Regions from separate parts of the Mus musculus genome. Here all the other regions are linked to region 1. The links are chromatin contacts, called in public Hi-C, HiChIP or PLAC-seq and Micro-C maps. All regions are on one chromosome and are shown on one strand. Each heading gives the region's core, a stretch centred on a gene start, on an enhancer-like site or on the middle of the called end of the contact. The rest is flanking DNA. Distances are from core to core; before and after follow the strand shown.

The links. Hi-C and Micro-C count contacts between places; a contact is called where the count stands out from the background. HiChIP or PLAC-seq counts read pairs in DNA pulled down with a chosen protein or histone mark.
Region 2: a contact with region 1 is called in an H3K4me3 HiChIP or PLAC-seq map of forebrain, with 8 times the contacts expected there. The contact joins two enhancer-like sites. A contact is called at or near these places in 9 of 484 Hi-C or Micro-C datasets (the HL-1 cell line, cerebral cortex, cortical neurons and 3 more), 18 of 115 datasets of contacts at active chromatin or transcription factors (SST interneurons, VIP interneurons, astrocytes and 14 more) and 3 of 9 other capture datasets (adipose tissue, embryonic stem cells and embryonic tail).
Region 3: a contact with region 1 is called in a Micro-C map of palatal mesenchyme, with 2.2 times the contacts expected there. The contact joins two enhancer-like sites. A contact is called at or near these places in 3 of 484 Hi-C or Micro-C datasets (the C10 cell line, the MC3T3-E1 cell line and palatal mesenchyme) and 16 of 115 datasets of contacts at active chromatin or transcription factors (craniofacial prominence, differentiating embryonic stem cells, embryonic basal ganglia and 11 more).
Region 4: an H3K4me3 HiChIP or PLAC-seq map of forebrain shows a contact between it and region 1, with 6 times the contacts expected there. The contact joins two enhancer-like sites. A contact is called at or near these places in 1 of 39 promoter capture datasets (hippocampal neurons), 10 of 484 Hi-C or Micro-C datasets (the C2C12 cell line, cerebral cortex, cortical neurons and 5 more), 20 of 115 datasets of contacts at active chromatin or transcription factors (a beta-TC-6 cell line, craniofacial prominence, differentiating embryonic stem cells and 13 more) and 3 of 9 other capture datasets (adipose tissue, embryonic stem cells and embryonic tail).
Region 5: a contact with region 1 is called in a Hi-C map of the N1E-115 cell line, with 4 times the contacts expected there. The contact joins two enhancer-like sites. A contact is called at or near these places in 1 of 15 datasets of contacts at CTCF or cohesin (large pre-B cells), 12 of 484 Hi-C or Micro-C datasets (the AML12 cell line, the C10 cell line, the N1E-115 cell line and 7 more), 14 of 115 datasets of contacts at active chromatin or transcription factors (cardiomyocytes, craniofacial prominence, differentiating embryonic stem cells and 11 more) and 2 of 9 other capture datasets (embryonic stem cells and embryonic trunk).
Region 6: a contact with region 1 is called in a Hi-C map of epidermal suprabasal cells, with 3 times the contacts expected there. The contact joins two enhancer-like sites. A contact is called at or near these places in 6 of 484 Hi-C or Micro-C datasets (the AML12 cell line, the C10 cell line, cerebral cortex and 3 more), 15 of 115 datasets of contacts at active chromatin or transcription factors (craniofacial prominence, embryonic basal ganglia, embryonic forebrain and 11 more) and 1 of 9 other capture datasets (embryonic stem cells).
Region 7: a contact with region 1 is called in an H3K4me3 HiChIP or PLAC-seq map of embryonic limb bud, with 6 times the contacts expected there. The contact joins two enhancer-like sites. A contact is called at or near these places in 17 of 484 Hi-C or Micro-C datasets (the C2C12 cell line, the N1E-115 cell line, Sertoli cells and 7 more) and 17 of 115 datasets of contacts at active chromatin or transcription factors (craniofacial prominence, differentiating embryonic stem cells, embryonic basal ganglia and 12 more).

The regions. Positions count from the first base shown.
Region 1 is chr5:131,535,785-131,539,690 of GRCm38.p6, reverse strand. All of the region lies in intron 5 of Auts2 (autism susceptibility candidate 2), which reads left to right. Among named protein-coding and RNA genes, the nearest start is that of Gm29681, 120 kb to the right of the region's middle. Within about 2 kb of position 1,715, at least 172 of the 459 cell types and tissues checked have an H3K27ac peak or open chromatin away from gene starts, as enhancers often do. A contact at or near this core is called in the N1E-115 cell line, SST interneurons, cortical neurons and 5 more, where this site is marked.
Region 2 is chr5:132,028,246-132,032,151 of GRCm38.p6, reverse strand. It overlaps Auts2 (autism susceptibility candidate 2), which reads left to right. Exons shown (of 20, transcript NM_001363480.1): 4 at 1,127-1,162. Among named protein-coding and RNA genes, the nearest start is that of 4930563F08Rik, 150 kb to the right of the region's middle. Within about 2 kb of position 2,276, at least 24 of the 459 cell types and tissues checked have an H3K27ac peak or open chromatin away from gene starts, as enhancers often do. A contact at or near this core is called in SST interneurons, cortical neurons and forebrain, where this site is marked.
Region 3 is chr5:131,990,557-131,994,462 of GRCm38.p6, reverse strand. All of the region lies in intron 4 of Auts2 (autism susceptibility candidate 2), which reads left to right. Among named protein-coding and RNA genes, the nearest start is that of 4930563F08Rik, 110 kb to the right of the region's middle. Within about 2 kb of position 1,707, at least 25 of the 459 cell types and tissues checked have an H3K27ac peak or open chromatin away from gene starts, as enhancers often do. A contact at or near this core is called in palatal mesenchyme, where this site is marked.
Region 4 is chr5:131,946,373-131,950,278 of GRCm38.p6, reverse strand. All of the region lies in intron 4 of Auts2 (autism susceptibility candidate 2), which reads left to right. Among named protein-coding and RNA genes, the nearest start is that of 4930563F08Rik, 68 kb to the right of the region's middle. Within about 2 kb of position 1,633, at least 27 of the 459 cell types and tissues checked have an H3K27ac peak or open chromatin away from gene starts, as enhancers often do. A contact at or near this core is called in craniofacial prominence and forebrain, where this site is marked.
Region 5 is chr5:131,915,554-131,919,459 of GRCm38.p6, reverse strand. All of the region lies in intron 4 of Auts2 (autism susceptibility candidate 2), which reads left to right. Among named protein-coding and RNA genes, the nearest start is that of 4930563F08Rik, 37 kb to the right of the region's middle. Within about 2 kb of position 2,284, at least 11 of the 459 cell types and tissues checked have an H3K27ac peak or open chromatin away from gene starts, as enhancers often do. A contact at or near this core is called in the N1E-115 cell line, where this site is marked.
Region 6 is chr5:131,896,302-131,900,207 of GRCm38.p6, reverse strand. The region is part of intron 4 of Auts2 (autism susceptibility candidate 2); the gene reads left to right. Among named protein-coding and RNA genes, the nearest start is that of 4930563F08Rik, 18 kb to the right of the region's middle. Within about 2 kb of position 1,972, at least 28 of the 459 cell types and tissues checked have an H3K27ac peak or open chromatin away from gene starts, as enhancers often do. A contact at or near this core is called in epidermal suprabasal cells, where this site is marked.
Region 7 is chr5:131,850,138-131,854,043 of GRCm38.p6, reverse strand. All of the region lies in intron 4 of Auts2 (autism susceptibility candidate 2), which reads left to right. Among named protein-coding and RNA genes, the nearest start is that of 4930563F08Rik, 28 kb to the left of the region's middle. Within about 2 kb of position 1,618, at least 36 of the 459 cell types and tissues checked have an H3K27ac peak or open chromatin away from gene starts, as enhancers often do. A contact at or near this core is called in the N1E-115 cell line and embryonic limb bud, where this site is marked.

The sequences.
Region 1 (3,906 bases), core at 466-2,965:
CAGTAGTTAAGAGTGCTTGTTCTTGTCAAGTTCCTAGCACCCAAATCAGGCCACTCACAGCTCCAGGGCATCTGTCCTATGGAGCACTGGAACACAAGTAGCACACTCAGAGGGGTGGGGAGGGAGGGAGAGAGAATCTTACACTTGATTAAAAAGGAAAGAGCGGCTGTGTGTTCTGGTAGAAGGTCAGTCACTTAAATGACTGAGGGCCGAATTAATGATTTCATCCATCCATCCATCCATCCATCCATCCATCCATCTCTGCCCCAACGCGCTTAGCTTAGCTGAGCTGGCTCCAGGGGACATCCTGGTGATAGATGATAAGTTACCATCCATGGAGCGAAGCTTTGACTTTGCTTTCCCTGTCTTTATGTTTGCTGCATAGAAGGGGAAGCCTCAGTCACCACTTGGCTGGTGTGAATGTATACACAAGTCGGATAGTTTGAGGAACTGTGCAGAGGGAAGGCAGTTCATGAAACCTACCGTGATTCGTGGGATGAGGGTTAGATCAAGATCTTTTTCTTCTAGACTAGGAACCCAACCTCCCATCCATGTCAGACAGTACAAAGATTATGTTATATTGTGCACCTACTGTGTGCCCAGAATCTGGACCTCCACCCCCATCTCAGAACCAACTCTTTGCATATGAGATTGGCCTAGAGGCAATTCAACCCCGGGCTACGGGCCTAGTAGCCTCTCCTTGGTTTAGAGCAAATCTCGGAAGCTGTAACTGCAAAAAGGACCGGAGCGTCGCGGTTCTTGCCCGTAGAGGGAAAGGCGCCATGGGGACCAGGGGCCGGTCCGCAACCGGAGGCGGGATGTAGTGGGAGCCACAGCTGTCAGTGTCGCACCCAGGGACTGCGCCCCCGCGGGGCCAACCGGGCGCCAGGGTGGAGAGGAGGGGCGGCGAGGGGCGGGGCACGTGGGGCGGGACGGAGGAGGGGCGGTGGCACCGGCTGGCGGCTCCGGCTGGGCGCGCCGAGAAGTCCCGCTCCGAGAGCCGCGAGCGCCAGGAGTAAGGCGCGCTCGGTACAATCCGGGCAGCGAAGTCCAGAGCGCGAGAGCAAGGGTGGGAGAAAGGGGTGTCCTCGCGTCACTACCAGGGACCCCCCTTCTCTCCCTCAATCCAGCCCCGGGTAGCCGGTGGCGCTGGCGGCGGGCCGCCTGATGGAGTTCACTTGAGCCAGGAACAGGCGGGAGAGGCAGGCCGGAGCGGAGCTAGTCCTGCGCGCCCCGTAGCAGCTTCAACCACAGCTTTCCACACCGCAGGCGGGCAACACCCGCGGCAGATTGCGACTCCCGGAGCGTGTCGGTGCCACGCCGCAGCGGGCCCAGGACCCATCAGATCAGCCCGCGGCGGTGCCGTACCGGCGGCACCCGCTGTTGGGGAGCCCGAGGCGGCCGCCGGGGAGCTGCTTTCGCCTCTGCCGCCGTACGCCCTCCTCCTCCTCCTCCTCCTCCCTCTCCCTCCTCCCTCCCTCCGCACATGGTCTCCTTTGTCCTGTCGCCGCCGCAGCCGCCTCGTTCTTAGCTCCGCGCGCCGCGGCAGCGGCTCCCGGGCCGCTGCTCTTCAGCCCTGCCAGGTCCCCAGGGCGCACCAAGTTGAGCCTCTGGTTTAAGCCAGCCGGTTCCCCGCGCGCCCCGCAGGAGCAACCAGGAGAGCGCGCGGGCCGGGCCCCCTCCCCATCTCCCCGCCACCCGCCCGGGACTTGGCTGCGTTGGATGTGCGCGCGCGGCGTTGACTCCTGGCTGCCGTGGAGGAGCCGGGTGCTGCTGCTGCTGGCTCTGCTGCCGTTTAGGATCCGGTTCGGATTTGGTTCGCGTGCCTCAGCTTTGAGACTTTGGAGAGGAATTAGCAAAACACACAGACTTGTGGACCTAGCCGGGCCGGCTGGAGTTGGGCGTTTTCTCTGCCTTGGGTTTTGGTTGCTCTCTCCCGGTGGTGTGTGGTGATCCACCCGGAGAGAACCTGACGGAGGACTCAAACCATGAACTTGGGGTTGACAAGACCGCCGAACCCCTGGCGACCAGGTAATGTTGCCCCACCACCACCACCGTTGGGGGGATGGGGTGGGGTGGCTGGCTCGCCTGCGGTCCGCGGTTTCGGGGGAGGAGGCAGGGGTCGAGGGGTCTTTTGTTGCGGCCGCAGCCGGGCCAGGGTGGTAACGGAGGCGGGCTGCTGGCGTCTGGCGGGCCTGGCCTTCCTCCCCCACCCCTCCCCCGCTCCCCTTTGTACTTTCCTAGCTCCCTGAGCTGGCTGGGCTCGGCCGGTGAGCCGTGAGTGCCTGCCGGGGGAGGCCCTAGCCAACAGAGGCGATCCCACCTCCGGGAGTGAACCCATAGCTCCCAAGGGAGATCCGCTGGACTCCTAGGCTGGGAATGCCCGCACCGGCTCGGGCTAGGAAGGGCTCCTTGGAGCGGCGCTGCCTGCTGACGGGTCACTGTCCTTGGGCTGAGCTCCGGGTCCCCGCCCTCCCGCTTGTGCGCACGCGGAGCCCGGGGAAGCAAAGGAGAGCTAGCTGGTGCAGGAACTCACCCGCGCCTAAGTTTCTAAGAGAATTGTCTTTGCACCTTCTTCCTGCGGGTGCCGTTTTGGAGAGCTACCTTAGCGAATTGAGTTTTAAGGGGTTCCGGGTACAGCTTCAAACATCTGGGACCCACCCGTGCGCACGGGAATTTTTTATTTCTTTATTTTTATTTGTTTTAACCAAACTGCTTTACCCAACTTTTCCTTCTACGCCAGCTACAGCTTCTAGACCATAAAAAGTATTGACATAAAAGGCAAATAGTACCCACCCTGCCGTAAAATGCCCCAAAGAGCATGTTTGTCTGGGAATTTTAGGTTGTGCTTCTAAGTGTATATAAAACTCATCAAAGCCAATCGAGGTGAGGAAATGAAATAGCAACTGATATTAAATTCTGTGCGGCTAAAGGTAATGGTTGCTGGAGAGAAGCGGGAAGGCATCCATGCGTCTGCCACTAGATCCACCGCACCTGCAGTCCTCATTGCTAATTTAAAAAGAAAAAAAATTAGGGAAATGAACCAAGTTATAGAAAGAAATGCACTTTTTTCTTCTAAAAGCAACGAAATGAAAATGTCCCCACGATTAAGGCGCCCAGCGATATGTACAAACGATTTTTTAAAAATACGTGTGTATGTGGAGGGTATATGAAGAGATGAAGGGAAAACTTGCAGGAATCAGTGATCCCCTCCACCTTTAAGTGAGTATGGAGGATCCAACTGAGGTTGTTGCATTTGGCAACAAACCTATTTACCTGCTGAGCCATCACGCCCACCCTGTATGGATGATTTTTCAGTCTTGTTGAGTGAAGGAAAATTACTTGAGGACCGTTGAAGCAGCTACATGGAATCTGCACCTATCAAGGCTTTGCCTGGGAGACTTACTTGAAGAATTTGGACGAAGATGGTCCAGGAGGCCAGATGGAAGAACAAGGGACCTTTTTTATTTTTATTTTTATTTTTTAAACCAAGGCACCGAGACACATGTACCTTTGGTGTTTTTTTGCCTTTCCAAAGGAGGCCTTTTTGAGACACCCCCTGACTGTAAGCAAGGCACAGGAGACAATTCAACACTTTGTGACTGATGCCAGTAAATTGAAGGGCTCAAAAAGCTTCCATTAGAAGGCATCGCTCCAAGCATCTTGAATCTCCGTCAGACATATTTCCTTGACAACCATTGGTCACAGAATCATCAGGTCCTCAGGGTCACTTCATTATCTACTTGAGAGCATACTCAGAGCCTAGTGGTGCTCACAAAGGTGACAGAATCACAGGGGCTGCCGCCTACCGCCTAATCCAGCTCTGGCTCCCATACCTAGAGCCACGCAAATGCAGCCTTAACAAGTTGCTTCTCCCTCTCTCTTCTTGCAGTTTTGGAAGAGCAG
Region 2 (3,906 bases), core at 1,027-3,526, 490 kb before region 1:
GAGACCTTGTCCATAAACTAGGTAGAGTGTTGGGCAAATACTTTAGTTGGTTGAGTGGTTCCTAGCATTCAGAAAGCCCTTTATTCGATCACTACATAAAGGAGTGCAGTGGTGCATACCTCTGGAATTGGGGGAAAACAGATTTCATGAGAACCTGACTCAAATTGAGGGGGGGCGGTACTGGAGAGATGGGTGAGTTCTTACTCTTCCCCCAAGTTTGGTTCCCAGCATTTCCTCAGCACAATTGCCTTGAACCCACGTTCTAGAGGATCCATTACCCTGTGGCCTCCCTAGGGCACCTGTACACACATAGTACACATAAACTAACGTAGGCATGCATACATACATACATACATACATACATAGTAATAGAAAGATATACAGATGAATTTTGTATTCATACTTTGGCTTTTTTTCCCTCAGTACTTGATACCCTGAGTTCAGTTCAGAATTATTGATTTTCAGTTGGTTCACTGTGTGAGCGCTATGGCAGTCTGAATTGATATTATTGAGAGAAAAACTGCTTCCCTCCACCCACGGATTCTTTGCATTTTAGTCAACTAATTATGTTTACAAAATGTCTAATTTTTGCACAGTGCCAAGTGTGTGCTAAACCAAAGCCTTTGGGGAATAAACTAGCAAGTAGGTCATATACCAAAAAGTCATCCAAACCCATTGGGCTTTTTATTTTCAAGTCAGTCTGGGCTTTTTTTTCCTCTTGCCTGCCTCTCTGCGGCCACAAAACCAAATAGCTTGAGACCCGGGCCTTGAATGTCAGGAAATCGGGGAGGCAGGCTGCCACGTGCCTGTTTAGTCTCAGTGCAGGGCGAAATGCCATCATTAATTCATTACCCAGCTGCCTGTCAAATAAATTGGCAATTACGTCCACCGCAGAAGCTCAGAATCTAGTAAATAGCACGTTAGCATCTCTGAGTCGCTGAGAGATATAAAGGGAAAAATCAAGCAATACTGTGTGTGTATCAGCAGCAGACGACAAGGGGTCTCGGACTCGGGCATGTGATGTGTGATGAAAAACTCACAAAGGGTTGGTAATGAGCTGTGTGGATGGGAACATGCTAAAAATGGCCACTGACTTTTGTGCTCTGTCTCTGTGCTTCCTTTACAGAGTTCAGCTCCTTCCAGCTTGGGGACAGGCTACTTCGTAAGTCCATCTCCACTTCCACCTGCGCGCCTCCTCTTGCCATCAGTTCGCTCGTATAACAAACCCTCATTACAGTGTGAAAAAATGACACCCGAGGAATCCCTCTTGCCCCTAACGAGCTCACTGATTTCTGCCCTGTCGTTGAGGATTGTCTTATTTCTAAAGGGTTTAACCTGTTGGGCCTTAAGGATCAGGAGGCATCTGCCTCGGTGGGGAACTTAGCACGTTTAGGAGATAGGGGGGACACATGATTGCCCTTGCCAGCCCAATTCCATAATTGCTGGAAGTCAGATTACATATGGAATTATTTGATTTCTTCTAAGTACTCAAAAGAGCTTCAGTGTGCACAGTGACTTGCTTTTCTGTTTCTGTTATTTCACTGTGAGGGGAGATGGCATTCCAGTAGTGTTTTCCTTGTACTTGGTTGGTAGCTGTATCTGGCTTTTAAGCCAGCAATCACCACACTCCACAGTTTGGCAAATACAGATGCATTATATGTGTTCTGGTCCTTACACTTTGTTCTTAGGGGAGGGGAGGGGATGGACGAAATATACCTCTGGGATTATTACACTATCTTTCATTCAAGGACAGAGAGATGGTTGCTTCATTGCATTTTTTATAACAAAATTATCCTTTGTGGGTTTAGTATTCCTTCTCATGGTATAAATGAGGAAGAATTACAAACCACAACTATTTACACAAGATGGCATAGCACTGTGTATTTTAGTACTTACAGGCACTTGATTGTGTTCTGAAGTAACGCTTGATACTATAATACGCAAGATAGAACACATGCTACCAACCATAGCCAATAAACACCCATTCAGTTCAGCTGCTCTTAACGTTGTCCTCTTAACATGGCCAATCAGTCTTCTTGTGACTCGTTTCTCTGACTGCATTTCTGGTTGAATTATGAAAATCAGCATCGTTTCAGTGAATATCAAGTCTTTCCTAAATTTGGCCCAAAAGGCACCCTCACCTGGTCCCACTAACTTCGTCTTGAACTATAATCCAAGGAGAATGCTAAGGATTCCTCTGGCCCTGCATCATACAGTTAGCACACTGATGGTGGTTCTGCGCAGCGGGCCTGAATATTCATGCTTACAGAAGAAGCAGGATACGCTCCGTGTCTTGCTTTAGCAGTTGAAAGAACAGACGTCGTCCCATCTGCCATCTCTTCACACCAGGCTGGGTGTGGGTTGCGATGCTGGAAGTAAGATCTGCAGGCTGCGGTGCCTGCCCTCCATGCTCTCTATCCTCACCCCACCTCCCTTTCAGAAATAGAGCCGAAGCCACCACCTTCACCACGTTCAGTTACAGCCTGAACATTCTACTGTCATTTATGTTGTCAGTGTGATCACCCTGAAAGAAGGGTGTCACTTCAGGAATCAGAATCCACATTTTGTTTTGCTTTTTACCTCCTTAGTTCTTGGAATGCTTTTATTACTTAATGACATATTTGATAACTAGCGAATCCTTGATTAGGATTTGGAAGGGTTTTTTGTTTTTGGGTTTTTTTTTTTGTTTTTTGTTTTTTGTTTTTTTGTTTGTTTGTTTTTTTGTGCTGGGTCAACTTTGCTTCGCTTATAAAACTTACTCATTTTGTAAAAGTTGCCTTGGTAAAATCAACTTACTTTGCTTATCTCAAGAGCTGTCGTGTTATTAGCGTACATGGAGAAGATGAGTACCAGATGTCTGTCCCGCTCTCAGCTATGATAAAAATGCCCCTCTGCGGAATGTGTTTCCAATCCCACATTGTTCCGTTATCACCCTGCAAAATCCTTAGTGGAGTTGCCAAGCCCTCATCAAAGCCGGGCTCTGTTTCCAGTGTCAGTCCAACGGCATCACGTGTAGTACTCGATTTCAGGGACTGACTTCCACGTTGGCGAGTCTCTTGCTTTTAAATGGAAGTAATGTATTTACAGTTTCTGTGATTGGCCCCTCTTCCCCAACTTGAGATACAGTGTTTATGTTGTGCTCATGGTCCTTTTATGAGAACGGCTTCACTAAGTTTGTAATGAAGGTGAGTCACTATCAGGTTGAGTCCCATACTGTTTTTTTTTTGTTTGTTTGTTTGTTTTCTCATTAATTGCCTTTGACAACTCTTTGAAATGTGGAAATCACCACAGATGAGCTAATCCTTATCATTAAATCATGGACTGTTGAATTTGAAAAGACTAAGTTTCCCTACCTTTAGCTGAACAAGGAAGAACTGTTTTGTTTTGTTTTGTTTTGTTTTGTTTCGTTTTTAAACACTGTCCCTTGCTTCAGTATCCCTCCTCCCTCCAGAACCTTCTGTTTGCTCCCCTGTCCTATAGTGGAGATTTTAGTAAACTAAGGTGAAAACCCAGAAGTTGTCCTTGTTCATGAAACTGATACTGTAGTCCATGCATCACGGAGTCTGTATTTGCATGCAGGTGAGGTATGTGTTGTTACCTGCAGTTGCCCATTCTTGGGCTAATCCAAGAGTGCTTGCATTTGCCTCTCAGTTCTTCAGCTGTATCTGTCTCACTTTGCTGAAGGGCTTTGAAGAAACCTTTGTTTTTGATCCGGTGATATTTGTTTATGTCTTCCTGGTTTTGTGTTCCAAAGATGTCTGCTTAGGTCTGTCAGTTTTCCAATCTATGCAGAAGATTTGAGAGATGGGAACAGCAGTGAAGAGCACTATTTACATAAGCAGATTGCAAAGGATTCTCAAAGTAGGCAAAATAGAGAAGGATTGGAACAAACTTTGCACGTTTGGG
Region 3 (3,906 bases), core at 458-2,957, 450 kb before region 1:
TAGAAGAGCTTAGACGGCTAAATTCTTATTATTTATCTATATCTGAAGGTACAGAATGGACTCTTTACTCATTCTCACGAAGTCCTAATGTATCTTGTCCATGTAGCAAAATCTAGGGATAGGGACCACCTCTGCAGCTTGGGGCAGCACCGGGGTTCTCTGAGACTCATCGTTTCTTATGACTCAGTTTTGGCAGACATGGCCTCTCACCATCTCCCCTTCCTGCCTGGCCTTTGCTTCTGTTTACCTTGGCCAGGCCTTAGGCTCAGCCAGACGCCACCGTATGCTGCTCTCATCTCAAGCAGCCCCGTCATCTTCTTGAAGTATGTCATGGCTCTGAAAAAGCTGGAGGTAAACCTTGCGTGACTAAGGTTGGCTGCATCCTGCCAGATATGGACAAGTGGAGAGAAAGCCTGGACATGACTGTAACTCCTTCATGTCGATGGTTCTTTTAGGCCCCAAAACATGCGTGTTGGTCGCCATTGTGGGGCAAGAGATGGGGTCCTTTAGGAGCCATGGGTATCCAGAGAGAAAGCTACACTGAGCATTTTAAAAGCTATATGCCATCACTTTCTTGGTCATCCCTGGTGGTATAACTTGCTGTCTTGGGAAACAGAGGAGGTGCTAAAACCCATGTCAGGCTTCCTGTGAGCATGTGGATTAGTGTGTGTACACATGTTCACATGTGTTCATGTTCTTCTTGGGAGGGGGTTCCACTACTCACTTTTTTTTTTTTAAACAAAATCTTTCATTGGCCACATTTCCTATGTCGGCTGTCCCCTGGCTCCAACTAGCCCAGGGAGCCGCTTGTCTCTACTTCCTCTATGCTGGTGATTAATACCATATCTAGCTATTTTATACATGGTTTCTGAGCATTATGCACATGTCCTCATGCTTACAAAGCAGGCACTTTATTGATGGATCCATCTCCCCAACCCCCATGTGCATATTTTTTTTTAATCTCACATTAATTTGGCAGAGGTTTGCTACAAATCTTAAGCTTGCCTTTCCACAGCTCTGAAAACGACCTGTCTTCTTGGCCCGTGGACTCACCTTGTGCAGTAGAATTTGTTCAGAAACAGAAATCGGAGACAGGAACTTAGCAGAACAAAGGAACCTTTCTTATGAAAGTCGATCTCTGAGTTTAGTCTGCCTTTTTTTTTTTTTTTTTTTTTTTGCTCTAGAGGGAATGGCATGCCCTCAAAACCAGCTCTGCCCAGCTTGTTACCAAGTTTGGCATATAATTCTCATGGCAAATGCTGGGATTAATGCTGCGGTTGGGCAAGAAGAGTCTGTCATGGTGGCATTTATCTCCTTTCAGACTCCTTCAGATGCAGCTTTTGTAAAAATTTTCTAGGGTGGGTAGCGGTCAGAGGAACTGGAGCACCAAGACCAGGCTGTCGCTACCAGGAAAGAAGCGCCGAAGCCACCGCAACGCACTATACAAAAGGAGGCTTTCTTCACTCCTCTGGTCCATGTGGTTAGCATAGAAATAGTTTATTGTGAGAGTCTCTCAGCCACAGGTCTTTCTAAAACATAATTGTACCCTCCAGGGAAACCAAAATAAATACCAGCCTAATAAACTTCAGATTCTCAAAAATAAGTTATCCGATTGCATTTCTGTAGCTGAAGAAAAACATCAGGGGTTGGCACGAGTTTCTCACTCTGCTTTGAATTATTTCCCAAGCTGCCCTGTCGCAGCTCAGCCCTAAAATGGAAGAAAATACTTTATCATTCGAAGAATAACAAACAGAGTAGGAAAGTACAGGTCTTCGGAAGAGAGGCAGGAGTGAATTCTTGTCCACAACTTCTGGTTTTCTCAGAGTAAGATGGCTCCGTCAACAGTCATTTGTAGCCGGCGTTAATGGAGTTTGTCTTCTAGTAGAAGATTCCACACAGGCTTCCCTGAAATTGTAACACTAGCCCTGAATTGCTCGTCCTTGTGCACCGCCTTTGCAGTTTTGCTAATCCTTTGGTTCCTGGGTTGGACCTCAATTGCAGCCTATGTTCTGCCTTCAGCTGCACAAATGTGGTGGGTGTTGTTCCAATTTCAGTTTCTCACAGCTGACTACTTGAATTTATCTTCTGCCTTCTCAGTTTGCATCTGTTGTTACTGTCTTGTCCAGTTTTCTTCACCGTGGCTACCCCCATGGTGCCTTTGACTAGCCAAGATTTTATTTGATTTGTCTATTTTATTATTTTTTTTCTTGTATTCAGGTGTCTGTGTGCATGCGTATAAGTATATTTATCTGGTGCCCTCCAGAGCCAGAAGAAGGCATCAATTCCCTGAAGTCGGAATTACAGGCAGTACTGAGTCTCCTAACGTGAGTGCTGGAAACCAAACTCATATCCTTTGCAAGAGCAGCAAGTACTCCTCACCTCTGAGCCATGTCTCCAGCCTCTATTTGATCATTTTTAAATGCATTGTTAGATAGTAAGGAAAAGAGACATCATGAACAGCCATGTAGCTCCCAGCTTGAAGAGTGATAATGTTCTCAGTGGCCTTGTATCTGTGGCATTTATAGGTACACCTCCTCCTCACAGCTCAGGGGTGTGTTGGTATTTGGGACAAGGTTCTGTGGTTCTTTATAATTTTTTTCACATAGAGAACAAATGATATGTAATTTGTTTATATCATGAAAAACTGACCTCTACCCAATGTAGTTTTTATTTGGTTAGTTGGTTTGTGTGTGTGTGTGTATGTGTTTGATTTTGTCCTATTTTGTTTTTCTGGCTTTCAGTTAATTGTGTCTCAGGCAGCCCTCCTGAGCAAGAACCGAATCACCTCAGTGTGGGATCGGTTGGAGTAAAACTGACTTTTCTAAAATATTTTTCTTCACTTTTAAACGGTGGTAAATGGATGACTTTTGGTTGTAGTTCACTTGGTAAAGTGTGTGTGTGTGTGTGTGTGTGTGTGTGTGTGTGTTTGTGTGTGCCTAGCACAAAGCCCTGAGTTCAGTTCCCAGAACTACATAAGTTGGGAATGGTGAGTCACTCATGTCATACCAACACTTGGAAGCTGGAGACATGAGGACAGAGAATCCAAGGTTATCCTTGCCTATGAGGTAAATTCAAGGCCAGCCTTGGCTAGATGAGACCCTATCCTCCATTTTTTTTAAGAGCACATTCATATGGCATTGGAAACTAATTAATGCTTAGTTAATGTAGCCTCCATCTCAAGGCATGTCTTGCCCTGTCTCTTTCAGCCACTTAAGTATCAATACAGGCTGTGTCCTTCTCCTGTCAAATGGTGGAGGACCGGACACAGCTGCTGTGAGGCAGGAGCCCGAGTCCACTATGTCCGTATTTTCATTTGTCAGGAAATGGGAGAGAGATGGGGCCAATGGTTTGATAAATTATATCAAAAAATAGTCCCTTCATGCTAATGGAGTGTGAAGAAGCTGATGTACTGGAGATGATCTATAATATTTCATATTTCTCTGAGGAGAAAAAATGATAAACCTGATGATGTGTGATTTATTCATGTTTCATCAGATGAGGGGGGAAAAAAAAACTCTTCAAATCAACTGTCTGCTTCTCACTCCCAGAAGCGGCCATGTGAGTTTTGTGCTGGGCCCAGAGGCTAGGGTTGTTTTGAGAACTGCTCCTGATTAAGCCCCACACCTCTGGCAGACAGTTGGGAGAGGGTAATTATGCCAGCTTCCACACCAGTTCATCATTGCTGTTTTATGGCTCTCCAGCACCAGGTGACAAATGTGTTAATTATTACATTTCTGATCCAGAACTCTAGTGGCCTCTCCCTTCCCTCCTGGCTTTGGCCTTTAGTCATTCCCAGCAGCTCTGCCCTGGACAGCAGTAACTTCTGCAATCAAAGAGCTGCTCTCTGGAAGCTGCCATGCTGAGAAGGACATGGTTATCAGGCCTGCTGTGTGCAGACTCTAGCCA
Region 4 (3,906 bases), core at 384-2,883, 410 kb before region 1:
CACCCCCACTCCTACCCCTGGTTTCAGTATGAAGGACTGTCTTTTGAGTTTTATCCCTGACTCCCTCAAAGAGTGCATTTTGACCTAGAAGGGTATGCCAGATTAACCCTTTCCTTCCCTAAGTTGCTTTTGGTCAGAGTGTTTTATCACAGGCTCAGAAAGAAATAGGAATAATTGTCGCTATCAGCGAAGTCCACATATACATCTGAGATCAGGAACCTGTAGAATACACTTGTCTAGTGTGAGCTCTCTGCAGTGATCTGTCTCCTGGTCTCCACATATACTTCTGTGGTAAGTCAGCTGTGGTCAGTCACCTCCTTTCATTGTAAAATGTCAGTCGTGTAGCAAAGGGCCCTTCATTATTCAGATAGATTCTCCAGACTTTGTATCCCTCATGTGAGCAGGGTTGAGCTTGTTCTCCACATCCAATAGGGTATCTCTGTGTCTTGAGTGACCAATAGGAATATTTGCATCTCTCAAACTGTATGTTTAGTGGTTGCGGAGCTGAAGAGAAACAGCATTTCCCAAGTATTTGATCATCCTGGGGCCCTCAATTATTTCATTGTGGTTTAAAGGGAGTCAGCTCCCATTCTTTTAAAACTTGATTACCTTTCCATTCCTTTCTGGCAAACAAACAGCAGCTGTTTCTCATTGACAGCGGTTCCACCAGTGAACAGTCCCAGAAACTGACACTATTAACTGTCCTGCTTAAAGGAGGACTCTGACTCACATGTGATCCCGCCGGTGTCCAAAGTGTAATATTTAATTGCATTTTCTTAATCTTTACCACTGTATTGCTAAGCTTTCTAATACCTTCAAAATACCAAATCTCAGGCTTATCCTAATTAAAGAATCTCGATTTAATCCATATTGCATGACAATTCAATTTGTTGATTGCTTTTTCTCCCCCCCTCTTTGTGAAATTCCCGTCAAATGTATTAATTCAACATGATGAATCCTGTATTCAACCCACTGGAGTGAATAATTAAAATTAGCTGATAAAACTTTCAGCAGAATTACTTTGTGAAATTGCTGAACAGATGTGTCATTTTAATGAAAATCCACAGACAAGCTCCTTCTCCCCCTCGGCAGGATAAAAATATTATCCCCTCGGCACACACTTAATTTGGTGGTAAATACACTCGGAGCGATTGCTGGAAGGGAAGAGAAAGCAACTTGTCACACTTAGTAACTTGATTTTTCCCCAGCATGCAGTAACAGCCATCTACAGTAATTCATAGTGCTCTATTGTTGCTGCAAGTCCCAAAGAGAACTTATTAAAATGCAATAATCTCCTATTTAAACAGAAACAATAACCATTAAATTTCCTGTGGATCCAAAATTGAGCACAAGCCCCATCTGGTAAGAGTGATTAGAGGCCTGATGAGGGAATTTAATTTGCAACATTCAAAGACTAAATCGGAGCAGATCTTGTCACCTGGGACTCCAGTGCTGCTTGCTGTCTTCTTAAAAAATCTCAACCTAAACTGAAAATGGAACTCAGGAGTGAAAATGTTACCCAGGGGCCGCCCAGACAGGATCGCGTTTCATTTTGTCTCCAGCAGGCCTTCTGAGCTGAGGGGATTTCACTGCTGTCTGCCCCAGCTTCCTTCCTAAGGTTTTTTGACAGGCCTAGCAAGGGGCTGTAGTTTCCCGGGAATGCCCTTTGCTTCTGTAACATGGCCAGCCCCCACTGGGCCTGGCCTGCCTGCCCCCTCCCTTCTCCCTCTTGTCTTTCAGCTTCCTCCTCCTCCCCTTCAGTCTTCTTGGGAACTCACCTTCTTATTTAAAGCACTAGGCCTTCAGCAGGCTTCTTTGAACAAGCTCTTTGTCTGGTGGTACCTATTCCATCTGGAGTCTGGAAAGCCTGCCTTTTTTGGAATTTGTTACTGTTTTAATTTAAGAGCTTGAGGGTTTGGAGTGATGATGATTCAGCAGTTAAGAGCATGTACTACTCTTCCAGAGGGCCCAGGTTCAGTTCACAGCACCCATATTAGGTAGTGCAGAACAGCTTGTAACTCTAGCTTCAGGGAATCCAACACCTCTAGCATCCATTGGCGTGTGTGTGTGTGTGTGTGTGTGTGTGTGTGTGTGTGTTTACATGCACACACACACTGGTTTAGGAGTCCTTGCACTCCTGTCACACAGTCCCAGGACACACCTGTTGATCATCAATGAGTAGACACTCCTGTAAGGTCTTTTCTGGTCACAGTCAAGCTCTGTAGTAATGCTGAGATGACTGGATGCAGAGAGGAGGAAACCTGTGAGATCAGAGCCCTGCTTCTTCCTTGCTAGTTGATACTTGGTTTCCTTTAGTCAGACAAAAACTCTGCTTTATGACTTGGATGTCTTAATTTTTTCCCTCTCCTGGGATCTTTGTTTCTTTAAACATCCCTCGTACACTCCTTGTGAACTCTTCCAAAACTGCCTCTCTCAGCCAGTGTTCTCTCCTCCCTCTCTTGCTCCTTTTCCTCCCTGTGACTTGGGGCAGGCCACATCATTCCCAGGTCGATCCCAGTACTTACTGTAGCCTACTCTTTGTTTTTTGTTTGAATGACATTTATTTATATCTGTGCATTCTTGCCACAGTACTCTTCTGGAGGTCAGAGGGCAACTTGTGGAAGCGAATCTGTCCTGTGGTGATGCTGAGGATTGACCTGAGGTCACCAGACCTGGCAGCAAAGCAAGTGTCTTTTTCTGTTGGAGCACCTTAATGGCATTGTTTTAGTTTTTTGAGACAGGGCCTCCTGTAACTGAGCTAGCCTCAGAGTTCTATTGTGCATGAAGAGGACCTTGAACCTTAGATTCTCCTGCTGAGAATATAAGCGAGCATCACCATCTCCTCCCCCTCATCCGGCCTTTGAGATCATGGTCTTCAGGTCTTTGGCTGAGAAGCCCTGTCTATCTCCTTCTCCCCTCCCTTTAAATGCTTATAGAGCTAATCCTATCAATTAATATCCAGGGGTGAGTGGGAAAGCCCATCCCATGAACTTTTCAAGAATATGTAAGGCAGTGCACAGAAGAAGGAGGTGGTGTTGAGAAGTTCGAGGCACGTCACCATGTCTGTGTGTATACATATGAGAAAGTGTGTCACTGGGGCAGGAACCAGAGAATTGCTGAGTGTTGCCATCAAAACCATGAGTAGGTGACTGGCGAGTGTAAACTCTCACAGGTTGCCTGAGCTAGCTTGTGACCTTGCCCTAGAATCTCACAGGCACAGATGACAAGGAGTGCAGACTGGTGTGGTGTTGCTAGAGATGCAGACTTAATGTAAAGCAGCTGCCCGGTGAGTGGCCCAGGCTTTGATGTCGGGTGCATCTGATGGTGAAAGTTCCTTCACTCTCGGGAGTCTGACTTCCTCAGGTTGTAAAGCAGTGTCTAATCACACCTTTATCATATGGTTTCTGCTGGGCTTTTTTAACTCGCTTGCCATATGGAAGAGATAGGTAAATTACAGCCATGCACTGGGAGTCTTGAGTATAACAGAGGTAATGAATCAAATACAGAACAAAGCCGGGAGAACTTTGCCTCACCCACCCACCACCCCGCCATGAAGTATTCCTTAGATACTGCCAGAAACACTTCTTTTCTTTTATTTATTTATTTTCCTTTTTTCCTGTGTTCACGCATCATGAGCATGAACGTGGAGACCTCTGGTTGATGTTAGAAATTGCTCACGTCATTTACTGAGACCCAGTCTCTCAGTCAAACTCAGAGCGTGCATATGTGTCTCTCTAGTCAAAGGATCCCATCTCTGTCTTCTGGGACTGGAATTACAGACGTTTCCCCTCCTCCCAACCCAGGAGCCACCGACCATTGACTTAGGTTTGGGGAGGTGGACAGATAGGATCTCTGGTCCTAACACTTGCATGGCAAACATTTGAGCCCTGTCCTAGGTTCCTCTTT
Region 5 (3,906 bases), core at 1,035-3,534, 380 kb before region 1:
GTCTCTGTATCTCTTTCTGTCTCTCTTTGAACTTTGCATTTTCCTGCTTAAGCCTGTTGTTGAGCAGCTAATGGCAAGCTTCCACCACCACATGTACGTTTTTTTACCCCCCCCCCCCACGAAGTCAGGACTTTACGATCATTACCACTGGGCTACCTTTGTAGCCCATCACTGTTTCTCCTGAGCTACTGAAGTTTCTGGGTTGGTTTTCCTATGTGACTCTAAATTTATTTCTGTAAGTAAACTTGGCAACAAAGACCCTTTAAAGAATAGATTTTCCTGTCTGTCTGTCTGTCTGTCTGTCTGTCTGTCTGTCTGTCTGTCTCTGTGTCTGTCTCTCTGTATCTGTCTCTCTGTTTCTCTCTCCCTCTCTCTCTCTCTCTGTCTCTCTCTCTCTCTCTCTCTCTCTCTCTCTCTCTGTGTGTGTGTGTGTGTGTGTGTGTGTGTGTGTCTTTTGTGCCACATGTCCAGCCAGAGGTCAATGTTAGCTGGCCTGGATGGGCTCTCTCACTGAACCTGAAGCTCACTGGTTATCTGGAGTGACGAGTAATTCGGCTTCTCCCCATCCTGACCCTACTGTCATTACCATTTATTCCCAAATATATACTATAATTTACTTGTCAGCCCTATATAATAATATATAAACTCCACAATGTATTTGTAAAAAGACACAGAAGCACATCAGGTTGTTCTCTGTCCTCGCCTCTTCCTAATCATGATGGTTCTTTGAAATACCTTCTTTAAGCTAGCTTGGTTATCATGAATGTAACCAATGTCTGCTATGTTGGTCTAATGCTCCAGAAAAATGAGTATGGCAGACTTCTCCCCAGGAACACTTAAACTAGGCATTGACTTCTTCACAGAGGATATGCAATTGGTTTTAGCTTTTAAAGGGTGAGTAAGAGGACCCTAGAAGGACTGAGCAGAACTCTCAAGACTAAGACTACAGCATGGGGAACTTGGAGTGGTCTCGTTCACCAGTCTCAAGGAACAGCCAGTTGTAAGTCAGTAGTCTGCGTTTCAAAATGATGGGATGAGATTAGCAGTGGCTTGATGAGAAGACCTTTATCAGAGACCCTAGGGGGTTAAGACAGTTCCACTTGGGCAGCCTGGACCCTCTGAAGGAGCTACAGCTGGAAGGTGCTCTGGGGTGATTGGCCCTTCTCCTGTGGGGAAGGATTTCTTGGAAAAGGGATGGAGAATTGAGTCAGGGGGTGTGTCAAGTAACATTTCAAGAGCCGCCTAACTTCTTCTGCCCCTCAGACTACTTACTAACTAGCAGGCATCCAGATGAGCCATGCTTCTGAGAGGCAGGCCTTTGAGCCAACATCCCAACGATTCTTTGAGTTAATGAGAGGGTGCGTGGAGGGAGGGCGAGCATCCTTACCCTGCTCATCTTTTTAAAGAATTGTGTTGGGCTCTAGTGCAGACACAGGCCCTTCAGCACCCTTTCCCTGAGTGCTGGACAGGCAGCTGCTTGCAGATGAGAGATGAGAAGGACTCTTCCTTGGGCAGGGAGAAGGCAGCGGGACCCTCATGCCAGTTGCTGTTCCCAAACGTAGCCTCTCCTGAGAAGTGCCCTTAGCCTCCTTGTGTCTTCTCTCTTGCCTGGCTTACCTCCAAGCAGTCAAGCTCTGAGGCATTGTGGGCCTTTCCTTTTTTCCTGTCATTTACTTGAAGATTCGGATTTGCTTTGAGAGCTTTAAGAATTACAACATGGCAGGAAAAAGAAAAAGAAAAAGAAAAAGAAAAAGAAGAAGAAGAATAAAGAGAACCTCGTGCATTTGTCTTTGGAAACAGTCCACTTTAATTGCACCTTCCCTTTTGTCCTCCCTACCCCCAAGCCTTACAAGTTTTTGATGTCTATTCATTATTACAGGGACTTGTAGAAAAGGCAGAATCTATCTCCCTTATCAGCAGCCATACCTTTTCCCCCTCCTCCCCTTTACATTCTCTCCTTATCACTTGCAATTGGTTATTTCTGGGGTATTATTACTGTAGTTACCTCAAGGAAATTGATTAAAAAAATACCATGACAATTTCAAACAACAGAATTATTGTAGTGTTTTTTTTTTAAACATTGCTCTGCATCAGTACAGGATTTGTTATTCGTCCCTGGTTATTGTAGAAATACTCATTAAAAGCATTTCCCTCCAGAGCTGAATCGTGCCTTTCCCATCAGCCACTGTTTCTTTGAATGGGCTTGCCCTGGTCTTTCATCAGAGAAACACATCACCCATTTCCCGTCTTAAAAAACAGCAATTATGTGGAAATACCTCCTGATTTATTCGAGCCAGGGCCACTGGCCAGTGTGAGTCAGTACAATTTATTGCCAACTGTCACTTTTACATGATAGGTCTGTAACAAATACCTGCCGCATATTGTTAAATTAATCTTCCATTTAAAATTAATGGAGTTAGACTCCCCAGGTTCAATGTAATTTCGTGTTCACGGGCAGGGAAGGACTCACACTGCATACAGAATGAGATGAGGCCCAACGCCCTAATCTTTCATCACCTTGAACTCGAAGACTAGGACATGTCTCAGCATCGACTAATGAGATGGAGACCGAGTCTCTCCTGAGGACGCTGGCTCAAAGAGGCTTTTCTGCCCAGAAATAGCAGGCTCCATCTTATTTTAATAATTCCTCAGATATGACAAGTCTGATGTTGTGTGTGAAAGAGCCAGGCTTGGAAAAGAAATAAAATGAATTTTATATCATTACTTCAAAGCTGAAGTCAGAGGAAGTATGTTGCAATAATAATAATAATAATAATAATAATAACAACAACAATAATAATACAGGATGTGTTTTAGTTATAAAATACAGTAAGGAGGTGTCTCATTTTCATTCATTGGAAGGCACAGTCACCTTAGATTTTTCTACTGTATTCTTGCACCCATTCATACATTAATCAAAATAATGTGAATGAAAACAGGAACGTGTTCAATAAACATGTAGATGAATATATCAGACAGAAGGTGTCACTCTTGATGGGCTGTGTCACAAAGAACCCCTGAAAGGCTCATTGCTCTTTTTTGTGATTTTGTTTTTCCTGAGACAGGGTTTGTTTTTCTTCTATGTAACAGCCCTGGTTGTCCTAGAACTCGCTTTGTAGACCAGGCTGGCCTCAAACTCACTGACACTCTGATTGTTGTCTGCTGGGATTAAAGACGTGGCATCTTTGGAGAAGATCTCTCTCCCCAGTTACTCAGAGTGACAACTGTTTTCTGTAGAATAAATGGCTAACGCAGATGATGCCAAACTGGGTTCTGTGTGAGTGTGTGGTGTATGTACTCACTCACAGATACGCACGTGTGTGTGTGTGTGTATGCAGGTGTCTACACTCGTGTAAACCTATTTTCATGCATGTGTGTATAGTATACACACATAGGGACCAGAGGATAAACCCTAGTGCTGTTCCTCAGGCATCACCATCCTTGGTTTTATTTTTGAGTCAGGGTTTCTCCACAGCTAGAACTCCAGTAGTAGGCTGGGTGACAGGTAGCCAGTCCCCGCTGCGCCTTCCTAGTGCTGGAGTTATAAGCACCTGCCACCACATCCTGCCTTTCCCCCTCCCCCACCCCCACCCCCTCCACATGGATTCTAGGAATCAAACTGAGATTCTCATGCTTGGGAGGAAAGTAACTGAGCCATCTCCATAGCTCACCTTTAATTTCTTAATCATTTAAGCAAACTGAGTGGCTTTTATGTCTCATGGAGAAGCGCTAACAGTGGGTCTCTGCTTTTACACATGGTTGTAGCCCTGGCAGCCTAAGGTGTCTGTTCCTGAATTCTTAGGGAATATGGAACACCAGGGACCATTGGATCTTTTCTTCAGTCTAAAATGGATGCTAGGGAATATTCAAAGTAGATTCTTTTAAAGACAAGCAGTAAAGGCAGTG
Region 6 (3,906 bases), core at 723-3,222, 360 kb before region 1:
TTCTCAGTACGTTCTTCTCCACATTGCTTAGACTGTGTATATATGGCAGAACACAGTGTTTATGTGAGAACAATGTATATTATTTGAGCCTTGGCTGCAGAACCTACCTGGAAATGGGTTTCACAGTTTGCATAATTGCCTTCTCTTTGTGTTTGCATAGATGGCATTACATGGCTGGAAGATGAAGGCAATTATAATTTATTATGCTGTAATTGTTACCTAAATGTTTTTGAATAAGCAAAAATCACATCTGTTTAGGAATAAGTTGCACAGCAAGAGAATTCCCTGTGAAATGAGTGCACGTTCTCATATTCTGTAACTGTACACATAAAACAACGTATTTATTTCCCCACCGAGTCCATTACATTCCCAAGTCAAACTGCATCTTCTCTTCCCTTCCCATATTAAACCCTTTGATTTAATGGAGGTTTTAACTACTGGTTCTTTAGGGAATTTTCAGTAGGCTTCGTGCAGATTAGGTTATTGGAAAGTATAGTTATTTGCTTGTAAAGTGGCAGTTCTGTGTCAAAATTGATTTTCTCTGGAGCCACAACAGTAAAAAAGATAAGTCTCTGCTTTGCATCCAAAACACCCTGATGCTCCTACCATGATCTTTTTTTTTTTTTTCCTCTTTTCCTCTTGCTCAGCACCATTCAGTCACAAGCTGAGTTAGGCAGCTATGAACACAAGTAGCTAGAAGGACCTTGATAGACAGTGGTGATGGTAGACAAGGCTGCTGGTGCATTCTGAGTGTTAATGGTCAATGACAGTCAGAGTTGACAAACACCATTTTTCTCCTTCCTAATTAAATGACAGGTTACATGCACATAAGCCCAAGTCTATAGAACTGTAGTATGTAGAATTAGGGTATTATCTGTCTTCCTTCCTTCCTTCCTTCCTTCCTTTCTTTCTTTCTTTCTTTCTTTCTTTCTTTCTTTCTTTCTTTCTTTCTTTCTTCCTTCCTTCCTTCCTTCCTTCCTTCCTTCCTTCCTTCCTTTCTCTTCTCTCTCTCTCTTTCTCTCTCTCTCTCTCTCTCTCTCTCTCTCTCTCTCTTTCTTTCTTTCTTTTACCTATCTATACATACATCTATTCATTTAACTGTTTGCCTCTGTCTATCCATTTACACATCTATCTGTCTATCCATCCATCTAAGTTTGTGTATCAGCAGAGTTCTGTAGCCCAGGCTAGCCTATAACTACTAATGAGCCAAGGATGACCCCAAGCTTCTGAGCCTCTGGCTTCTATCTCCCAACTGCTGGAATTAAACCATATAACCAACTTTTCATCTGTTTTTAATATTTTGTTTTAAACTTTGTTTTTGTCTCTGTATGATTATCGTGCTATTTAGCATGCATTTATCTGCCAAGGCTAGAAGAGAGCACGGGATCACTCTGAGTTTGACTTACAAGCCACTGTGACCCCCTCTATGTGAGCTTTGAAATGTGAACCCAGGTCATCTAGAAAAGCAGCCAAGCTCTTAACCGGTGAGCAATTTTCCAAGCCCACACTGTCCACTTTTTCTGCCACCCTGTCAATCAAACCCAGGGCCTTCTTTATGTTAAGTGAGCACTTTACCAACTGAACTACATTCCTAGACCTTGTTTCCATGTTTAAACTGTTTCATGAAGGTCCTTTTAAATGTCTCACATGGTGCTTTACAAGAAAGGTCCATCTGTTAAAAACTATTCTAGTGGCCTCTCCAAGATGAGTATGTGGCCTGGAGAAGAGACTCGGTGTGCCACTATAGTGCCTCCTAGGCAAACATGAGGCCTCGAGTTTTCATTCCCAGCAATCAAGGAAAGCCAAGTGTAGCAAGGATCTTCTAAAAGCAGGCTCATATCAGCATTGTTGGCTTAGGTAAGCAATTCATAATTGAATTGTTTGGAAATCCTGGCACAGCTCTGCTCAGCTGTCCTCAAGTTCCTGTGCAAGTCTGGAGACGTGCTTGTGAGACTTCACAGCTCTTTGTGAAACTGATTCAAAACTAGTTCTTCCAGTTTGAAGTGGAGGAGACTTTGAAAAAAAGACAGGGTGTGGCTTGCTCACCCAAGGTTGCCAGCTCACAAACAGAAGTTCAGTGGCTTTACACATACTTAAAGCAGACATTGAAGCATATATTGCTGGGCATTCTCTGGCTGGTTGAAAGAGGCGACTTTTATTCCTGTAGATTATTTGTTGCTACAAGGCCCCAAGAGACATAGTCTTGGAAGAATAGTGATTGTATACATTAACTTCCATGTAGCTATGTATGCCAATCCATATGAGAGATATATGGTTCAGACAAGAAGGAACTATTAAATCACATCCCAGCTTCTATTAAACCTCTGCATTGATACCCGGGCTCACCTTCTCCTTAACCCAAATTAACACATGCTCTTAGCAGTCTCCAATCTAAGGCAAGTCCCTGAGATGATCAAGTGACTGGGAAGACAGGAGAGAAGAAAATTAAAATAAACGATAGGGTGACCTCCTCACACCACTTGTGGTTTCTCAATTAACCGGAAGACACCCAGCTCCGTGCTGCTGTTCTTGCAGTAATAGGTTTCACCTCCCCATTTAGTGCCAAACCACACGGGTGCCACGCACAGACACAGACACCTCTAATCAGATTGGCAGCAGATAGAATTAAACCATTAAGGCAATTAAGCAGTTCTTAGATAACATTTGATCAGTTCAATGAAAATGCAAATGCATTCTTCTCTTAGAGAAGTAAGTTGACAAAAGGTCACTAGGCATCCTATAATCTTCCTAACTCTTTCCCTAGTGGAGATTGCAGTGTTTGCGTCTCAGAGCTGCATGGATAGTACTGTTTTTTTCTGAACGCACCAGCAGGAACATTTTTATGGGGTTAGATATACCTGTGTGTGTAGTTTTGGGCATGGGAGTCTGAGCTGGGTAAGTGAATGGATATGAACGGATATGACCAACGACACCAACACATGGCCAGTTCACTGGTATAAAGGAACACTGTATGCCCCAGCCTCGAGATACTTCCGGAATGAGCCACTTTTTCCTAAAGACCGTTCCTTTTCCACCCCTCTGACCTGTCTTAATATGTTCTTCATCTTTTCTTTGTGCTCCCAGTAGGCTATGGATTGAACTTGATCCACATGGCTTCTTTATTTAGGAATGGCCTCTTCCCATGGTCTTTAAGTACAAAAGGACCCTGCCCCGCACACTTGGAGGGCAGTGTCCACTAGCACACAGCTCTCCTAATCTTATTTTCTAGGGGTGACAGAATCTAGCTTCTTTGCACCCCACCTTACCGTGCCCAGTATCTTTCCTATGCTGGAAATTTGTGACCTTTTAGTTCATGTCTTGAGAGCTCTTCTTCCCTCTCATGGTGAGGCCCAAGGGATCTGTAGTGTGTTCCTCTCAGTTGCCTACAGAAGGAAGGAAACAGTTCCCAGTTGGTGCTGTTGATTGCTGGTCCCAAGTGAGTGTTACTGTGTAGAAAGGAGCTTGGGTTGATCTGGGACTGGGAGAGTGGTGCTTGGGTAACCACACACACACACACACACACACAAACTCCTGCTTCAATTAGGAAAAAAAATCATGTAATTACCTTCCTGGCTTCAATGTTTTTCTTGAGCCATGCTTCCTGCATTTTGGTTCTCTTACACAGAAATTCAGAGGGGAAGCAGAGACGCTGTTCCAACTCCCTTGTGGGTGTCAGTAGTTTTAGATAGAAGACACCCCAGAGAATGCCTTCTAATTCAGAGATTTATAAAGGTCACTTTCTGGCCCCCAGTACTTTGCTGAGAATTGAGCCTTTTAATCTGCTGAGCACATTTCCTCCTTGAACAAGAGCTGTGTTGGTGCCCAATGGCCCTCTCCTCTCTTCCTCACTCCTTCCACACAAGCACTACCAAGGATTTTTTTTTCTCCTCTTCTTTTAGACAGTTT
Region 7 (3,906 bases), core at 369-2,868, 310 kb before region 1:
TAAAGGCAAGCGCCACCATGTCCAGCGATCCTCTTTCTTTTAATAAACCTGACCAGTAAAGACTCACAAACTCAAGATGAATCACTTAAGTCACTAAGACTTTGAGTGGTTTATTCATAATCACATGGCAAGCAAATGATTGACTAGATTCCACCCCTGGAGTTAAAGTGGAATTAACATGTTCTCAACAGTGGCTCACACATGATAACCTGTGACTCACATGGGATGTGCTCTATGAGTAATATACACACTGAAATATACATGATGTCTCCTAAGCAGTGTGCTCATATCAGCCTCCGTGTCAACAGTGTGTTGAAATGATGCTCATAACATATTATTGGATATTGAAGTGATATTTAGCCATATTGTGGTGTTATAAAATAGATGATTTTTCTGGACTGAAGAGTGAACGTAGGATTTCACACATGTTAAACCCCTCCCTGGGGGATTCTAGGCAGGGGCTCTACCACTGAACCACGCCCCCAGCCCCTCCCTGGGGGATTCTAGGCAGGGGCTCTACCACTGAGCCACGCCCCCAGCCCCTCCCTGGGGGATTCTAGGCAGGTGCTCTAACACTGAGCCACATCCCCAGCCCCTCCCTGGGGGATTCTAGGCAGGGGCTCTACCACTGAGCCACGCCCCCAGCCCCTCCCTGGGGGATTCTAGGCAGGTGCTCTAACACTGAGCCACAGCCCCAGCCCCTTCCTGGGGGATTCTAGGCAGGGGCTCTACCACTGAGTTACATTCCCAGCCCAAATGCAGTTTATTAAAAACAAAATGAATGGCTTCTGTTTCTATTTTAAAGGCTACTTTAGCGTTATATACAGAACATTTTCCTCTAGAGTGCTTTCTTTTTGAGGTTAAGTCGCCCAGACTGTCCTCAGGCTTATACGTCTGTAACTGCCTTTACCCTCCTGTCTCCACTTCCCGAGTGCCAGAATTGCAGGTACCTATCAGCACCTCTTCACTGCATTCCGAGTCTCCGATTCTAAATTATTGAGGGAATAACTTAACCACCTTTTGACTCTTCGTTTCTTCATCAGTTCTAGAAATGAATGTTAAAGTTCAAGTTCTAATCTAGAGGCTGTGGTGGTCGCTGTCAGTAACATACTTGTGATTTATGCATGAGGACCTCAGTTCAATCCCTAGAACCCACGTGAAAATAAAGTATAGCAAACCGCATGGTGGCATGTGTTTAGAATCACAGCTATTAAGATGCAGAGAGCAGCAAGTCCCTGGGGCTCACTTGCCTGCTGTACCAGGTCAGTAAGTGACCTTAGGTCCCAATGAGAGAGCCTGTCTTAAAACAAGGAGAGGATGGAACCTGAGTTTAGGATCTGGCCTTAATGTGCATATACACATGGCCCTAGCAACAGAATCTCCATGTCCTTACAGCTGAGTCATCATGGCGCCCTATGAACTTGCTCTGTTATAGACTAAAACAGCACTAACATGTCACATAAGATCGAAAGGAGGGATCATGACAGGAATGTGGCTGATGAAATATCCCCCAAGGCCCATCTTCACCAAATCTCTGACCCTCTACCGGTTGTTCCCATGTGATGTCATCTTCCAGAGAGTGCCTTCCAGCAGTGGCTCAAGGCCTTCCTGTGCCCTCTATTCCCGTACCTCCCCACCACTCTGTGGCCCACCTGCCTCTCCCCGATGCCCGTCTCTCTGGGTGTATCCACAGCTGATGGCCTCCCTCTGTTATTGGCTGTTTGGGCACTAGGCAGATCTGCCTTCCCTGCCTGTGAGAGCAGAGTCCTAACAGCATTGCCCTGCACCAGGGATCTCGGAGGAGCTTTATGGCTCTAGCAGGTACTCGCAGCTGATATATGACACTAATATAGGGTTCACTTTTATTCTCCACCTAAAAAAAGATAGATTGTTCCAAGTTTAGACAGGCTGTAAAACCGCGTGCTTCTGGAGCCGCACCGCCCTCCCCAGAGACCGCTCTAATTGCTTTACATCCGTACAAAGGTTCCTTGTAATCGGGCTTTCTGCCTTCATTTGTCTTCTTTTCAGCCTCTTAGTAAAGACCTTAATTGGTCTTGGTGGGGCTTTTTTCAGTTAGTGCAACTATACCTTCAGGGCTGAACAAGTAGCAGACACTACCTGAGGGGAGAAAGCGGGGGAGATGGGAAAGACATCAATACTCCTTTACCTTTCAGAGTTTAATTAATGTGCTCAGAACAAGGAGCGAGCAGAAAGAATTTCTGCTCCTCCGGGACCCCGCTGCAGATCAGACATAACCGGGGTTAGGTGGAATTTTCTAGATCTCTTTCCCACTTCAGTCTCTGTGAACACTCATTAGCCTCGTAATTGTCTCACAGTAAACTGCTGTATCAGGTTTCCATCCATCTATGCTGGATCGAGTTGCTCCGGCATCAATAGACTGGAGTACTGGGGGATGCCTGTGAAGGGAAATAGCCTCTAATTTCTGTTTCTTAGCTACTAATTATTTAATAATACATTTTATTGCCTATTAAAATGTGGCATAACTTGCTTGTCAGCAAAACGAGATGGAAACTAATCATTTGTGGAAAAGGATAATTGGCGCTTATACAGATGGCTTTTTACCTCACGTTGGATTGGTTATTGTGGGTGGATTTCCTCGCTGGGTTTCTCGGTTCTGTCCATGGGTTGGTCAGCACTCCTAGGTGGGTAACTTTTTCTTGCCCTTCCTTCCTTCTCCACGCCTAGTTTTCAAAGGCCCCAGTGGATTTTGTATCTCACTGGCAATCACCTTACATGCTGGAAAACGCTCCAGTAGAGACATTGTTTAAACAAAGGGTGTTTTCATGATGGTTGGAATTGGTCAAAACTTACAGGTTTTCATCTAGTTTTAAAAAAGAGGAGGGGGGGGGAGAAACCCATGTAGGAAAATTGGATCCGTTCCCAGCTCCCTCATAGAACTTCACAAAGGTTTTCCTGTTTTTTAAGAATGACCCCTTAAGGAATGTTGCATAAATTCCAGAAAATTGCCCCCCATTGATTCCTGGAGGCACATTAAAAAGCAAAGGGGGCATGTTAGGGGTGGATGATTTGATGGCAGGATTACTTTATGGGATCTAACTGAGGGGATCTAGTGATTGAGCTGTAAGTGGGTAAAGTCCGCCAGTGTTTGTTTGTAGCAGGCCTGAGGGTTTGCCAGCTCTGTGGTCCAGAATGTTTTCAAAGGTGCTGACGTGGGAGAGAACAGCTTCCTACAAGCCTGACGGTGCCCAGGCCAGCCTCAGGCAACTGTAAGCATGGGACCAGACTTCACATGTTCATTGCCGGTCTAAAAAGCCTACTAGGTGACACGTGCCTATACCTACCCTGCCCGGGAGGCAGACACAGGAAGCTCCAGGTCCAGTACCTCAGTCTGGAGATTAAAGAGTTAACAAGGCAGGCACTTAATGCTGAACCTCAGGTATCCGTTATGCCTGCTTGCACACCTCCATGTTTACCTGTGCGAGCACACAAATCACATGCATACGCCACACGCTCTTTTTTTTTTTTTTTTAAGATTTCTTTATTATTATATCTAAGTACACTGTAGCTGTCTTCAGACACCCAGAAGAGGGCATCAGATCTCCTTATGGATGGCTGTGAGCCACCATGTGGTTGCTGGGATTTGAACTCAGGACCTTCAGAAGAGCAGTCAGGTCACACACTCTTAATTAACTCCTTCATTAGTTAAACACAGTAAGGCCTTCAGTGTTGTCAACCCCTACATGTTCTAGATGCCTTCCTCCCTGCTTTGGAAGAGATGCCTTTGTCTTTTAGGTAGCTCTGATGAGGTCTACCTGCACCAGAACATGTCACCTCTCTGCCTGTTGTCACCATAGGCAACTACACTTCTCCCCATCAAGAAAGGGATTCTCTAGACTCAAAGTTACTTGCATGCTGAACATTTCT